2 separate regions of the Canis lupus genome follow, and region 2 is linked to region 1. Evidence: chromatin contacts called from public Hi-C data. All regions are on one chromosome and are shown on one strand. Each heading gives the region's core, a stretch centred on a gene start, on an enhancer-like site or on the middle of the called end of the contact. The rest is flanking DNA. Distances are from core to core; before and after follow the strand shown.

Evidence for each region. Hi-C and Micro-C count contacts between places; a contact is called where the count stands out from the background.
Region 2: a contact with region 1 is called in a Hi-C map of skin fibroblasts, with 2.3 times the contacts expected there. The contact joins two enhancer-like sites. A contact is called at or near these places in 2 of 9 Hi-C or Micro-C datasets (amygdala and skin fibroblasts).

Annotation. Positions count from the first base shown.
Region 1 is chr16:41,794,797-41,801,741 of UU_Cfam_GSD_1.0, forward strand. The region is part of intron 2 of PDGFRL (platelet-derived growth factor receptor-like protein); the gene reads left to right. Among named protein-coding and RNA genes, the nearest start is that of PDGFRL, 21 kb to the left of the region's middle. Within about 2 kb of position 4,130, at least 3 of the 20 cell types and tissues checked have an H3K27ac peak or open chromatin away from gene starts, as enhancers often do.
Region 2 is chr16:42,042,914-42,049,858 of UU_Cfam_GSD_1.0, forward strand. No RefSeq gene overlaps it. Among named protein-coding and RNA genes, the nearest start is that of FGL1, 35 kb to the right of the region's middle. Within about 2 kb of position 4,013, at least 2 of the 20 cell types and tissues checked have an H3K27ac peak or open chromatin away from gene starts, as enhancers often do.

The DNA of each region.
Region 1 (6,945 bases), core at 2,880-5,379:
GAGTTTTCCTTGAGGGATATTGGGTTGGAAGAAGAGTGGTATGTGTGGTGTGTGTATATTAAAGTATGTGCATACGTGCCCTGCTTGGGACAAATCTGGAAAGATTTACTACCGTATACCTTTTAAATGACTTAATTTTTCAAAGTGATATTTACACACTTAAAAAAAAACCAATTAACTCTTTTAACTTATTATGAACAGTTAGTCTTTGATTTACACATAGTATTTTAAATCTACATGATTTGGCTCTTGAAAATACAGTATTTTCTAGAAGTATTTTCTTTTTTTTTTCTAGAAGTATTTTCAAAGTTGTATTAGTCATAGTATGTTTGAAAATATCTTAAGGACTCAAAGTAAAATGCACATGAATCTGAATTGAAGAGAAATATCTGAGAGCTAAAAAAAACCAACTTTGACTTTTTAACATTAAATTGTATTCATTCAAAATACAGTCAGGGCTTTATAAGAAAGTAAAGACAGATGTGAGCCCCCAAGGACTTTACCAAAAAATGTGAAAAATGTGAAAAACATCTAGTCATAACTTTATATCAAACAACAACAAAATCATGATTTATTTGACACCAGAGAATCCACAAATTAACTCTTGACATCTTTCCCAGAACATGGTACCCTTGGATAGAGAGGTATTCATCCTGTGTTTTCTTTCCCTGTGGAATGAGTTCTTACCAGTGTTCTGACAGCTTTGGGTTTGGAAGCTCCCCAGGTGTGCTTCCAACAAACCCAGGTCCCTTTAAGCAATTTTGGTAGATTTCTGAACAAAGTTCACAACGCTGCCAGCTTTGTCCAAATTCAGAAGAGGGAACAGGTTATGGAACAGAGAGGTCAGACAGAGGCATAGTTAGATTCAAATCCTGCCTTTACCACCAACCAGCAAAGCGATCTTTGATCAGTAATTTGCCTAAAAACCCACTTTCCTCATCTGGAATATGGAGATTATATTATCTATTGTAAACACTGCCTGGCCAATGGCAAATGTTCTGCAAATTGCAACTAATTGTTACTAAGCAGTGTATATTTCTTAAGCACAACAATCAAGTGATCTTTTGGGACAGTCAATTCTGATCAAGACTCAAATGTCACACAGCCAATGTAACTTTTAATATAGAGGGTCCACAAAAGATTGTACACCTCTTTCCTTTTTCATTTAATTGATTAATTCTTTACAAACTGGAGCCTAAGTCCATCTTCCCCCATGAAAATGTAAACCTGTAACCATGTTTATTTGATTCATCATCAGATTCCTAGCACCTCCAACAGAGCCTGACATACACCTAAACTAAGGAAATAGATTTTGGTTTCTCCATGGGTTTAACGGTCATATCAGAAGCCAGTTCCTGGTCATGCATTTGTACACTCAACATTCAGAGATAAATACGTGTGTGTACTATACATGTAGGGCAGAGGGTGACAACAAAATGTGAATATATTTTATATCTAGGGTGATATGCCACCTTGGATCCATCCACACTATCTCAGAGCCTGATGTTGCTTCCCATCATGGAGCCATTTTGTTAGCTGACTTACACACACACACACACACACACACACACCTGCCCAGCAATTTCTCCCTCTTTATCCATCTAGTCCCCTTCTGTGCTCATTAGACTCCAGGGTCTGTTGTTTCTACCAACCTCTTGGTAAACCTAAGTAAATTATGTTGCCCTCTGTTTTTTGTTTATTCCTTCTTGGAAATTTCCAACCTGAAATGAACCTGTTCACCCACTTCTTCTTGTCCACACTTGGGCACTGAACACTGATAGAGGAAACCATGCAAGTAGGTGGATGGGTGCCATTAGATTATGATCACTTCACTTGTGTCTGGCAATGCTGGATAGATTTCTCTAGAGAGCTCACTTTTTCTCTCTTTCTAAACCTCTGATCTTTTCCATCTCTCTCACTTTGATCTAATTCATTTCTCACCTAACGTATTGAGAAGTTAGAGCCCTTGAATTGCCTTGACTTCATCTTATCACATCTCTTCCTTCCCTACTCTGACAGTTACAGTGGAGGAAGGGTTTCTCTTCCTAAGGCCAAACTCTGCCTGTGTCCTGGATCTCACCCTTGTATGTTTTCTCAGAAGCCCTGAGATATCAGTTGTTGCCTCCCTCTTTGGCATTGTCAACCTCCCCCTTCTCAATGAGATCTCTCCCTAAAATCCTTCTCCATATTAAGAAACCCCACCAACCTTGGCCCCCATGTGCCCTCCAGCCACCTTCCTCTCTCACCTTCAGAGCCAGGCCCCTTAGAAGAGTCTCTGTCTACCCTCATCATCTTCACTGTCCTCTCCTATCACCCTCCACCTAAAGCACCTGACTCCTGCCCTATTTCACATGCACTTCATCACCAAGGTCAAGGTCATTAAGTACAGTGTTTACTTTCCAGTCACCATGTGACTTGCCCTACCACATCCATTCCACAGAAAAGAACGATCTGCTCTTGGCTTCTACAATGTCATTTTTTGCCAGTTTTCTTCCTGGCTCTTAGGCCTCTCCTTGAAGTTTGCTTTGGCAGCTCTGCATCATCTACTCTCCAAGACATAAAATATTAGTTCCGTGTCTTCTTCTCTTCTCATTACATGCTACCAAATGTCCTCCACTGATCATATGGCACACCTAGATGTTTCTGCTGAGTTCCAGATCTGACTCTCTGGTGGCCTGCTCAACTACCTGAGTCTTTCTCTGAACAGAACCATCTAAAACTGAGCTCATAAGCCTTCTTCACACCCAATGTCCTTCAGTTCAGTGATTAGCACTAATTCTACCCAGTTGCCCTTGGTCAAAGGTCTGGAATCACCTTGGATGCTTACCTTTTACTTCCACATCCAATCAACGACTACCGGATGTCCTGATGATGTCGCTATTTAATTATTTATTGAATCTTCCTTCTTCTTTCCATCATGGAAGCAATGACCCTCGTCTTGTACATGGACTACAGCATAATCTTGTAACTAGCTTTTCTGTACCCAATCTTGAACCTGACCTTAGTCTTCTGCAAGCAGTCAGATCTTTCAGAAGAGCATATCTGGTCCTGCCACCTTTCTGCCTCAAGCCCTTCTACAGAGTAATTCTGTTACTCTTAGAATTGAGTTGAGGGGCACCTGGGTGGCTCAGTTGGTTAAGCATCTGCCTTTGGCTCAGGTCATGATCCCATGGTCCTGGGATCAAGCCCTGTGTAGAGCTCCCTGCTCAGTGGGGAGTCTGCTTCTACCTCTCCTCCTGGGCTCGTGCTCTCTGTCCCTATCTCTGTCTATCAAATAAATAATTCATTTTTTTAAGATTTTATTTAAGTTGAAACTCCTGATACATAATGTGGCCTCTGCCTTCCCCTCCTGTGTTGTTTCACTTTCCTTCTCTTATTCATACTTCAGGCTCTGGGGATTCTTTCTGATGCCTGGATGTTCCAGTCTCCTTCTTGCCTGGGCCTTTGCCCATTTGAGTCTTACTGCTTGTAATGAACATACTGGAAAAGCTGCTCAGCAATCTTCAAACCCAGGCCTGTCCCATCCTTTCAGCCCCCTGCTAGGCTGAGTTACACACCCTCACTGAAACCCTCATCACCAATTGTGCAATCACTGTTTTATGTTTGTGTCCCTGACTTAGCTGTAGGCTTGACAGAGATGATCATAATTATTCATCGATACACTCATGCCCTCCATCAGTATCTCAGTATGAGTATGGTGCGGGGGACTGAGCATAGAGTGGGCCGAATGTCAGGCCTCTCTGGGGTCATGAGGCCTGTAACTCAGGAACAAGTTCATGGAACTTGAGGGATCAAAGGAAGCTTAGTAGTTGTTATGCCTAAGTGCCTCTTTTAAATATTTTTAATTAATTTATTCATGAGAGACAGAGGCAGAGACACAGGCAGAGGGAGAAACAGGCTCCATGCAGGAAGCCCAATGTGGGACTCAACCCCGGGACTCCAGGATCACACCCCAAGTCAAAGGCAGGCACCAAACTGCTGAGCCACCCAGGTGTCCTCTAAGTGCCTCTTTTTAACAAATGAGGAAACTGAGGATCATAGAATGTAGATGGCTTGTCCCAAGTGACAATGGGTGAATAGCAGTGTGAGCCTTAGACCCCGGCCCCTTGGTCCCAACATGGAGCTGCTGTTCTGCTCAAGTGCTTTAAGCTATGTCACATGGGACACACTTAGACCAGAGACCACCCTTGGCCTTGTGGAGGTAGTAACTTCAAGGAAGATAGATTTGTTGTTGACTTCGTTTCCTCCTCTTCTTCTCCTCCTCTTTTTTTTTTTTTTTTTTTTTTGGTTGCTTTTTGGATACTTTGATTTCTACAGTTAGGACCCAAAACAGATATAAAACATGATTTTCCAAAGGGATACTCTGATTTCTTGCTAGGATAGCTTTGAATTGAAAGTGATCAAAATTTTACATTGATTTCCATTAACCTTTTGGAAATCAGAATGTGAAAACATTACATTGGGCTACTTGAAAAGAAGAGCTCTGTCAGAAGGCCGTAAAGGATCCCTTATCCTGAAAGGTAGACGTTGACCATCAGGGAAGACCCGAGATGATGCATGCATGCTCTTGGGCTTCTTCCAGGTCTTCCTCCTGTGATGTTTGCTTCCTTCACATTGGCGAGCTCATGTCATTAGAAGGCCCACTAGATGGCAGGTTTCAGCTGTGTTACACTTCTCTTCCTTTCACCAGTAAAAAAACATTTCAAAGGAAGGTGGGTGGGGTAAAATGATTGCATACTTGTGCTGATGGTTCTTTCATTCTTTTGGGCTACTCAGTGGTCACAGTTTCAAGTTATATTTTAAGCAGTCTAGAAATCAGTTTCCTAACAAATAAAAAAGGGCTGGGCATTTTTAACCTCATGTGCCCACCCTAGGATAAATTCATTGGTAGTGCCGAGTCCTCCTGAGTCTTCCCAGAGCTCTGGGCCCTTGAACAGCTTGGGCAGAGCTTCAGAAGCTAATAGTAAGAGTCTGAATTTTTAGGTGCTAAAGTTGATTCAGATCAACTGAATTCAGTCCATTCCAGATCACATATATCTCCACTCTCTTTTGAGATTGGAAACAGCAAGGATATTTTTCTGACTGTGTTTGGTACCATTTATTGACTGTTCTGTTTCCTGACTCCTCTTCTGGCCCCCCTCCTGCTTTCCTGCTTTTGTCCATTCATCTTCCCCCACCACTCTCCCTTAATTTTTTTTGTTCTTCTTTTCCAACAATTATTATTATTATTATTTAGTATGTATGATGTTCAAGGTCCTATGCTAGGTAGATGCTGGAGATATGATGATGAGCAAGATAAACACAAAGTCCGTGCCCATAGATCTTTTAATAATAGGGAAAGACACTATTAAATAAGCAATTTTAATATATAGCTGTGTGAAGCACAGGGTCAGAGGAGAGAAAACTCAAGGTAATAACCCGAAGGCTGGGAGTTAACCAGGTAAAGAAAGGGGTGGGAAAAGAATGTAAGAGAATTCCAGAAGGAGGGAACAGCTGTTGATACTATAGCACCTGGAACATTGAGGATGTGGAGGGGAAGACGGGGTAGCTTGAGGTAGTAGAACAGAAAGGAGGTGACCATGGAGAAATGATGCTGGAAGGTAAGCAGGAGTCGGCCTGTAGAAGACTCTGTCGGTCATGCTGAGGAATTTAGAGTGAAATGTAAGGGCATTATGAGTTGTTGACTTAAAGCCTTCACAAATACACGTCAAAAGTACAGAGGGATCTATACACCACACTGTGAGGGTTATTACTCCTCACTGCCTTTAAGAGAAAGACAACATCACTTCCTAGTGTCAGGTGTACCCACTCTCCCTCCATGTACCTCACACCCATCTTCTACAAACTGAGGTCTACAGAAATATTCTAGGCATAATGTTTCCATGCAAATTAAAAAAAAATTTAAAAACTTGCTTTTTTCTGTTGATACTATAAAAAAAACATTAATATTCTGGACCATCTGATCAACCTCTACTGGGCAAATAACATAAGTCATTTCCATCTTTTCTAGAAACCTTTTATTCCTCTCATAACACACTTTCAGAGTTTAGAACAGAGGAATCTTGGCATAGTATTGAGCTGGGGAAGAAAATAAAAAACAGGAAAGGTGGCCCAGATGATGGCTTAAATATAAATCAATGTTGGGCAAGAACAGACAGATGCTGTAGATTTAGGCTAGTTTGTTAGGGTTGTCAAAACTGTAAAAAACAAGCTGGGCTGATGTGGTCATAAAGAAAACCTGGCTCTCCTCCCTAGAAAATCAGGGCCCAGACATTGTCTTTCAGGATGTTTCTGTGTGTCTGGTCGGATGTTAGCATTTTCCAGTCAAGAACTTTAAGTTGGGAGGAGTGGGTGGGGTACAGGAGATCTCTCTGATGGCTGGTTCCTCTGACAACAATAAATAGCTTCCAGAAAGAAGGGAGGGCACCGGAGTTCTCTCTCCACCACAGTGGGCAACAGCTCACTCCACCCGCAGACAACACAAAGGGAGGGCAGGCCAAGAAGCAGACAGCTGGCTCCAGGCCAATCTAATCCTTCATGGCATCACAAGGGAGTGTGGTCTGGAGGACATTTTAAAAGAAAAAGAGAAGGAGGTTAAGAAGTGTTTATAAACAGAAGAATCCCACTGTCCAGATTTTGGTAAATATTGTGAATAATATTCTAGTGTTATTACCGAGCAAGATGTCTTTTTTTTTCTTTGATATATTTTATGTTAGTCAAACGTAACACAAAATTGACTATTATAAGCATATTGACCATTTTTAAGTATACGGTTCAAAGGCAGTAAATACTTTCATATGGTTGTGCAGGTTTCTTTTTAATTCAAACTCATTTTCCTTCAAAGCTCATTTTGCTTTATTTTCTGAGCAGAACAAATGACGGGGTTTCATGAAAATTCTGGCGCTCTCCCTCGGCTTTGGGATTTACCTGGATGTGCCCCTCAGG
Region 2 (6,945 bases), core at 2,763-5,262, 250 kb after region 1:
CATGCCATCCAACAGTCTGGACCAAGAAAACTTACTTAGAGAATAAGCATGACTTTCAGGAGATTACAATGAATCTGATCTTATACTAAACACTGGTGGCCTAGATGATTTTATATTGTATTTATGTCACCTATGTTTTTATAGGTACTTCATGCTTTTTCTTATTTTATCTGATCAATATGTAGTCTTTGGTAACAACTGCTATACTGAACACAGAGGAACAGCTATCTCAAGACCTTAAATTCTACACAGTTTTGCAAACTTGATATTCAATTTCCAGCTTAACTTTGATAGCAATATTTCCAAGTGATAATAGAAAATGTTGAAACAAGTTCTAACAATGAGCTCTTGTGGGCACTCAGGTGATCTGGAACACTGAAAAAGGAGGCATCCATGTCTTTGATGTGATATACAGGGTGCATCCCATCAAAGCTCCCTTCCTCTCTATCTGGAAATTCCCAACAGGAATGTTAGAACCAAAATTAATTTAAAGCTGTTGCTTGAAGGGCATTTCCATTACCTGAGAAGGAAGGGAAGACATTCCAGCCCTTCCTTCTTATTACCTTACGAGGCGTTGGTGAATCAGCATCTGAAAAGGCACAAGAGAGAACCTATCTGAAGGACTAAGTCTCCAACCCCAGCTCCTAGTGACTGAACTTGCCCACACATGGAGCCTTTCTGGAGACTCTGAGCAGCTGTGGCAGAGAATGTCAAGCAGTAGTGGAACATGAAGACCTCAGCCAATGTCTAGGGAGTTCACCAGGCTGGCCTCTTCCAGAGGAAAGAACAAAGACAGGAGAGGAAAAAGCCTGGGTTCTCCTAGGATTTGATCTGTGAAGAAAGTTGACAATGGATGGTGTCCTCTGCCACTATAACTTTGCAGGGTAAGCGAATCAGTACAATCCCCCCAAGAAGTAGCAGGAGCAGACCCCTTGGGCTGTGAGTCAGTAGAGGCAATCACCCTGCTAGAACCCACATTGTACTGGCAGGGAGAAGAGGACTAAACTGTATTTGATTCTGGAAACAGTGGCCACAGTGTCTTACCAAGATGACAGAGCCCAGCCCTATGAAGGGCCTTAGGTCTGGTATTACCTTCCTGCCAATAAACACCAGTGGTTAAAAAAAAAAAACAAAAAAAAGGCAAACAAGAGTGTCCTCATAACTTGCCACCTCTGGAAACTTTCTCCATCAACCACTGTGCAAAATCCCCTCCTCATACATAAGGAGTTTCCTTATATTTTTCTGAGCAAGATTTTCCAGCAAGATTAATTTAGGAAATTTGAGCGAATTATTTTTTAGGTAAAATGAACAAATATTTATTTTAAAATATTTAAATCTTTATCTTTTAAAGTGCTGGCTGGCCCCAAAAGTATTATTTATTGAGGACTTGTCACATCTTGGGATGGAAAGCTGTTTTGACAGGTTTTATTTATGGATATAGGGGGAAAGAAAGTGTAACTGAAAATGGCCAAACAGACCGCCCCACACTTTAGAAGAAAGAAAAAGATCCCTCTGGGCCTATATCCAGCATGGAAAAGTTTGAGTCTCTAAAAAGGCTCTTTCAGGAAGTTTTGGATGATGGCAAAGATGGTATAAAGAAAAGTAGTGTGTCACCCCTGCTTCAGCTTTGATAAATGTTTTCCTATGAAAAAAATAAAGTGATCAGTGAGCTCCAGGGATTAGTATTTTACTAAATTATGGAACAAGGAGAGGGACAGCTGGCATCCATGCCCTTGGCAGGTAGGCTGATACAGGCTTGCTGACTGAAGGAATGAGTGTGAAGAGCCACCAGCTGTCTCAGCATCCTGCCCCAGGCCATCTGATCCTCAGGAGTTGCTCAAGGATTGTGCAGCACACCTGAGAGCCATCTGCATATTGCAATCACCACTGCATTTTCCTGCTCTGTTTCAGAAAATGGTGTGAGAATATAGATCTGAACTTTTCACATAAACTTTTCTCACATTTAGGTTTATCCTGGAAGATTAGCCTTGAACTGAAACTAATACATCAAACTGCTCAGCTTCTCTGAGTGAGAAGAGTTCTGAGGAATGACACCAAGAATCTCTAAAGTTTAGGGTGAATCAGACGTATTTATGGAAGTTGTTAAAAATTAAGTGGCCTAGACCTATGACTTGATATTGAAAATAGGCTTGATAGTAAAACATTATCCTTCCAAACTCTAAGTTCCTCTGAGTTATACATCCTACTATATGCTGACTCACATACAAACAATATGCAGATGTTCTTTGACCTTGTGTTTCAAAAGATGCCTATTTAGAAAAAGTTCTTAATCATATTCACCAAATTCCTTCTATATTCTGAAAGTTTTTACAATAATTTCTTTTCTGGTCCTACTGGTCTGAGTCAACATGGAACTCTGATTAAGATATGTTAACTTGACATTGCTTGCTTCGCATAATTATTGTCTATATAAAAATGTACTGGCTTTTGACTTTTTGGAAAGGTATACATATATATCTTTTTTCCAAAGTATATGATTTACTACTTCTTCACCATGAGTAAACATGGGAGGATACAATATGCTTTCAAGTCACAACTATTAGACTAGCACAAAAGCTGCAAGGGGATGGTGGTGATTTTCTACTCACGAGTTAGTGTTGTTTCAAATTTAACTTTCTCATAACTGGGTAACATGGGCTATTTTTAATCTTTCTAAAACTAGTGATGAAAAAGCCAGTATTATCTCTAAAGGACCTTCTTTGAGGAATATGCGATTTCCCAAGAATCTGAATTAGTTGGTTAGCTACCAGAAGAGAACAGAGAAGCCTTTATAACTGACTTTTCTGAGGTTTCATTTTACGTTTCAAGAGCTCTGTGTTCCAATATCACTCAACTGAAAAGAGATACTACAGGTGTAATACAGGAAGAAAAGAAGAGAGTTGAAACAGCTGGCTCATGTTAGCTACCTTTAATTGCTTCCAAACTACCTGGTATTCCGAAGAATTTTGACGTACTTGATAATTCCTAAGGGTATAATCATTCCATTTGGGAGACAAGCTACAAAAGAAACCAAAGAGTGAGCTGGTATTGAACAAAGCAGTATCTGTTTAGCACCCTGAAGAAAAAAAAAAAATCAAATTACCCCTAAATCTAAACTGTAATGTTGTCACCTTCTAATGAATGGAAAAATCTAGTACTTCTAAAATATACTCCTGGCCCCATTCCAATTGCTATGTGACCTTGGAGAAACCTCTTTTGAAGTTTTCTGTGTCCGTAAAACCTGGGTAATAATACTATCTGTCCCAGATGGTTGGAATTGTATGAATTAATTAGTTCAAGCTGGAAAAGTCTTTGATAATGCTAAGTGCTGAACGTTGTTAGTGTTATAGGTACAGGTGGAGGCAATGTTACACAGCACATCTATAATTAGAAAGGCCTTGAAACTGCAACCAGTGCCAACACCCCAGGAGTTAAGGAGACAATACCCTATGTCATTTTCTCTGTGAGATGAGGTTGGCTTGTTAGGACTGAATGCTTAATTCCCCCTTTTATCCTCTTTGAAAGGTTGCAGCTTGTCTTGGGCTTGCCCACCATAGAGCACAGTTTTTACTGGGTGTATATGCTTTTTAAGGCAGTATTCTAAATGAAGTGCCAACATTCGTGAGAACAGAGTACAGCCTTGGGTTTACAACGCTTGTTAATTCATCTGAGTCAGGGGAGTAAGAGTCCTTCCCAGAAACACCTGTCATCTGAAAAATGCAGAAAATTTCTTGATCTATAAAATGAAGGGAGAAATCTGAACTTATTATTATTTTTTTTTTTTTAGAGATGAAAGCTTTCTTTCTTTTTCTCTTTTTCAAACAAAATAAAATCACAAAGTGTTACCTGGAACCCAAACATATAAAATAGATACAAATTAAGCCACAGCAAATGAAAGGAGAAAGGGGAAGACCTTCCTGTTCCCTGCAAGAAGCTTGAGGTACATTATCAAAATCTAAGGCTCCCCTGGGGCCCATATTAGAGACCACGGGACCGGACAATCTCTACAACAGTTGTCAACCTCTAATTTTTGAGGATTTTAAAGATTTACTTATTTATTTGAGAGAGAAAGAGAGAAATAGAGCAGGGTGGGGAGGGCCAGTTGAGAGAGAAAATCTCAAGCAGATTCCCTGCTGAGAGCCTTATCTCACAACCCTGAGATCATGACCTGAGCTGAAATCAAGAGTCAGGTGCTTGCTTAACCGACTGAGCCAAAAAGTGATAAAGCCAGGTGTCTAATTTTTTGTTTGTTGTTGCTGTTGAGAATTTTAAATCCCAGTAATAGTAAGACACTGAACTGCTGAGCTTGTAAAAAAGATACAGTATACCCAGAGTCGTAATTCGTTTTATATACTATCTTATCAGGAAAATGTCTGACCATCTCCTCTCTTCTCACACCTTCAACCCTTGGAGAAGTTCACAGAACACAGAATTCGCCATTACCATATTCCTTTCTACCTTCCTCTTCTTCGTTAGCATTACCATCATCATCATCACAGTAAGCATTTACAGAGAACGCAGTACAGTCATCCTCCCTTATCCATGGGGTATATGTATGTTCCAAGACCCCCAATGGATGTTTGAAGCTGTGGATCATACCCAGCCCTAGGAGCACAAAGTTTTTCCTATAAGTACATTCCTATGACAAAGTTTAATTTGTAAATTAGGCACAGTAGGAGCTTGACCATTATTAATAACATGGAACATTATAACAATATACTTTTATATAAGTTATGTGAATGTCATCTCTCTCTCTCTCTCTCTCTCTCTCTCAAAATTGCTTGTTGCTCTGTACACAGCCTTCTTCCTGAGATGCTGCGAGATGATAAAATGCCTACATGATAAGATTAGGTGTTGTGATGTCTGTTAGGCAGCTATTGACCTGACAATACTTCAGGAGGAGGATCATCTGGTTCCCATTGGTGGTTGACTGCTGATAACTGAAGCCATGGAAACTGTGGAGAAGGTGGGACTTCTGTGTGTGCCAACCACAGTATTAGCTCATTTAATCCTCGCAACATGACTGTAAGACAGCTGTATTATTATTCACATTTTAGCACAGAGATGTAATTTGCCACCTAAAAAATGGCAAAGGTAAAATTTAAGTTCTTAACAGTCTGACTGTAATCTTCTTGGGCAACAGCTAAACACTTAACCATCTTGTTTATCGCTTCATGTCAATCCTATAGATTGACTTGTCTTTCTCCCCAACTAAATTTGTGCTGGCCAAAGGAGAGATTATGGGCTTTATGGATGGGTTGTGATTTTATGACTCAGTCTTTCTGAAACTCTAGGTATTGGGCAGATTTGTGGAGTGAGTACTTTCAGGTTTCAGGAACATAGCCCCTCTCTTTTCTTAAAAATACCTTTTGTTTCTTAGTAGAAACTCCTTCTGCCCATGTCAGCCAATCAGCGTCCTTGCATTTTCTCTATACTTTGCTCTATTTAAAACAGACACACACAGCACTCATGAGTTTATTGGCCCTAACATGTAATCAGCTGATATAAATTGAAAGCATATTTGCATTTTAAAAAGAAAGCGATAAAGCCTAATAAATGACTCCTTAGTGGTGAAATTTCAGAGGACATTGGACTGGGGTCTTCCTCATGTCTTGACTTTGGGTACACCCGTCCAATCTCCCACTTTTATGTATAAACTCCTCAAATGATCTACTTTTTTCTAACTGCTTTTATTTTCTGGCTTCTGGCTATTTTCCCGCTAGTCCACTGAAATTAAAGGCACAAAAAAATTATCACTAAATCCAGTGGTCTTTCGTTAGAATGCTTTCTCTTCCATCTTCTTATGGCATTAATTTTTTTATCATTCCTTCTGCATTGAAAAACTATTATTCTGAGATTTATGTAACACTATACTTGTTTAGCTCCCTCCCACTTTTCTGTGGAGTCATTTCTTTTCTCCTTCAGAAGCTTTTCTTTTGATCTTCTAATTGTGTGAATTCTTTAGGCTACTACTTGGGCAAATAATACCCATATTTAAAATTATCACTCGTGCCCCATTATTTATGCCTTCCCAAAGTGTGACATATGAAATCATGTTCTCACAAGACTGCATTAAAAGACAAACATTGAGGAGTCACAGCAGACACTTTTCTTGCTTGTGTGTTCTGAAGACTGAAAAATTAGATATGCTCTTTCATGATCTTACTTCCAGATGGGGTGGCCACGTAACACAAGTCTGGCCAATAGGGTATAAATTGAAGTCTGTTGACCCTTCACCCTTCTTCCTGTTTTTGACTCAGACTCAAAGCAGGAACTGCGGTGGACAACCTGTGATTTTGAGGGAAAAGCAAAGTGAATTGCAGAGATACCCACTTCCACATTGCAAAGCACTGAATGTTCCACCTTCTGAGTTCTTGTTAAGATGAACAAATCCTTGTTTGTTTGGACTGCCAGAATCAGGTGACTTATACCTTGCAGCTGACCACACTCCTAAATAGATATAAAAATGCAACATAGTATATGTCCCTCTTAGGAATTCAGAATGCAAAGTAGAATATTAAAAAGAAGAAATCTGTTTAATTTTGTTCAATAGATCATCTCCTAAAGTCATTTGAACAAGGAGCCCTTTTCTTCCTGTATTATGACTCTCCCCATAGAACTCAGTTTCCTACCCTGTTGCTTTCAGCTTGTGATCCCTAGACCAGCAACATCTGCGCCGTCCGCAAACTTGTTTAAAAAACTAGAACCTTAGGCCCCAGCCCCAAATCAAAATCTACATTTTAATCAGACCCCAGGTAATTTGTGTGACATTAAAAGTTGAGAAGCACTGCTTCTGGAGGACTGGTTGGAGAGAGGATAAAGTACAACTAACCTTAGGATTTTTATGTGAACTATTATTCAAGTCATCTGTTATTATTTCCCTGAATGCCTACTACACTAATAATCACATAGTACTTGTTCACTGCTTATAATATGCAAGGCATT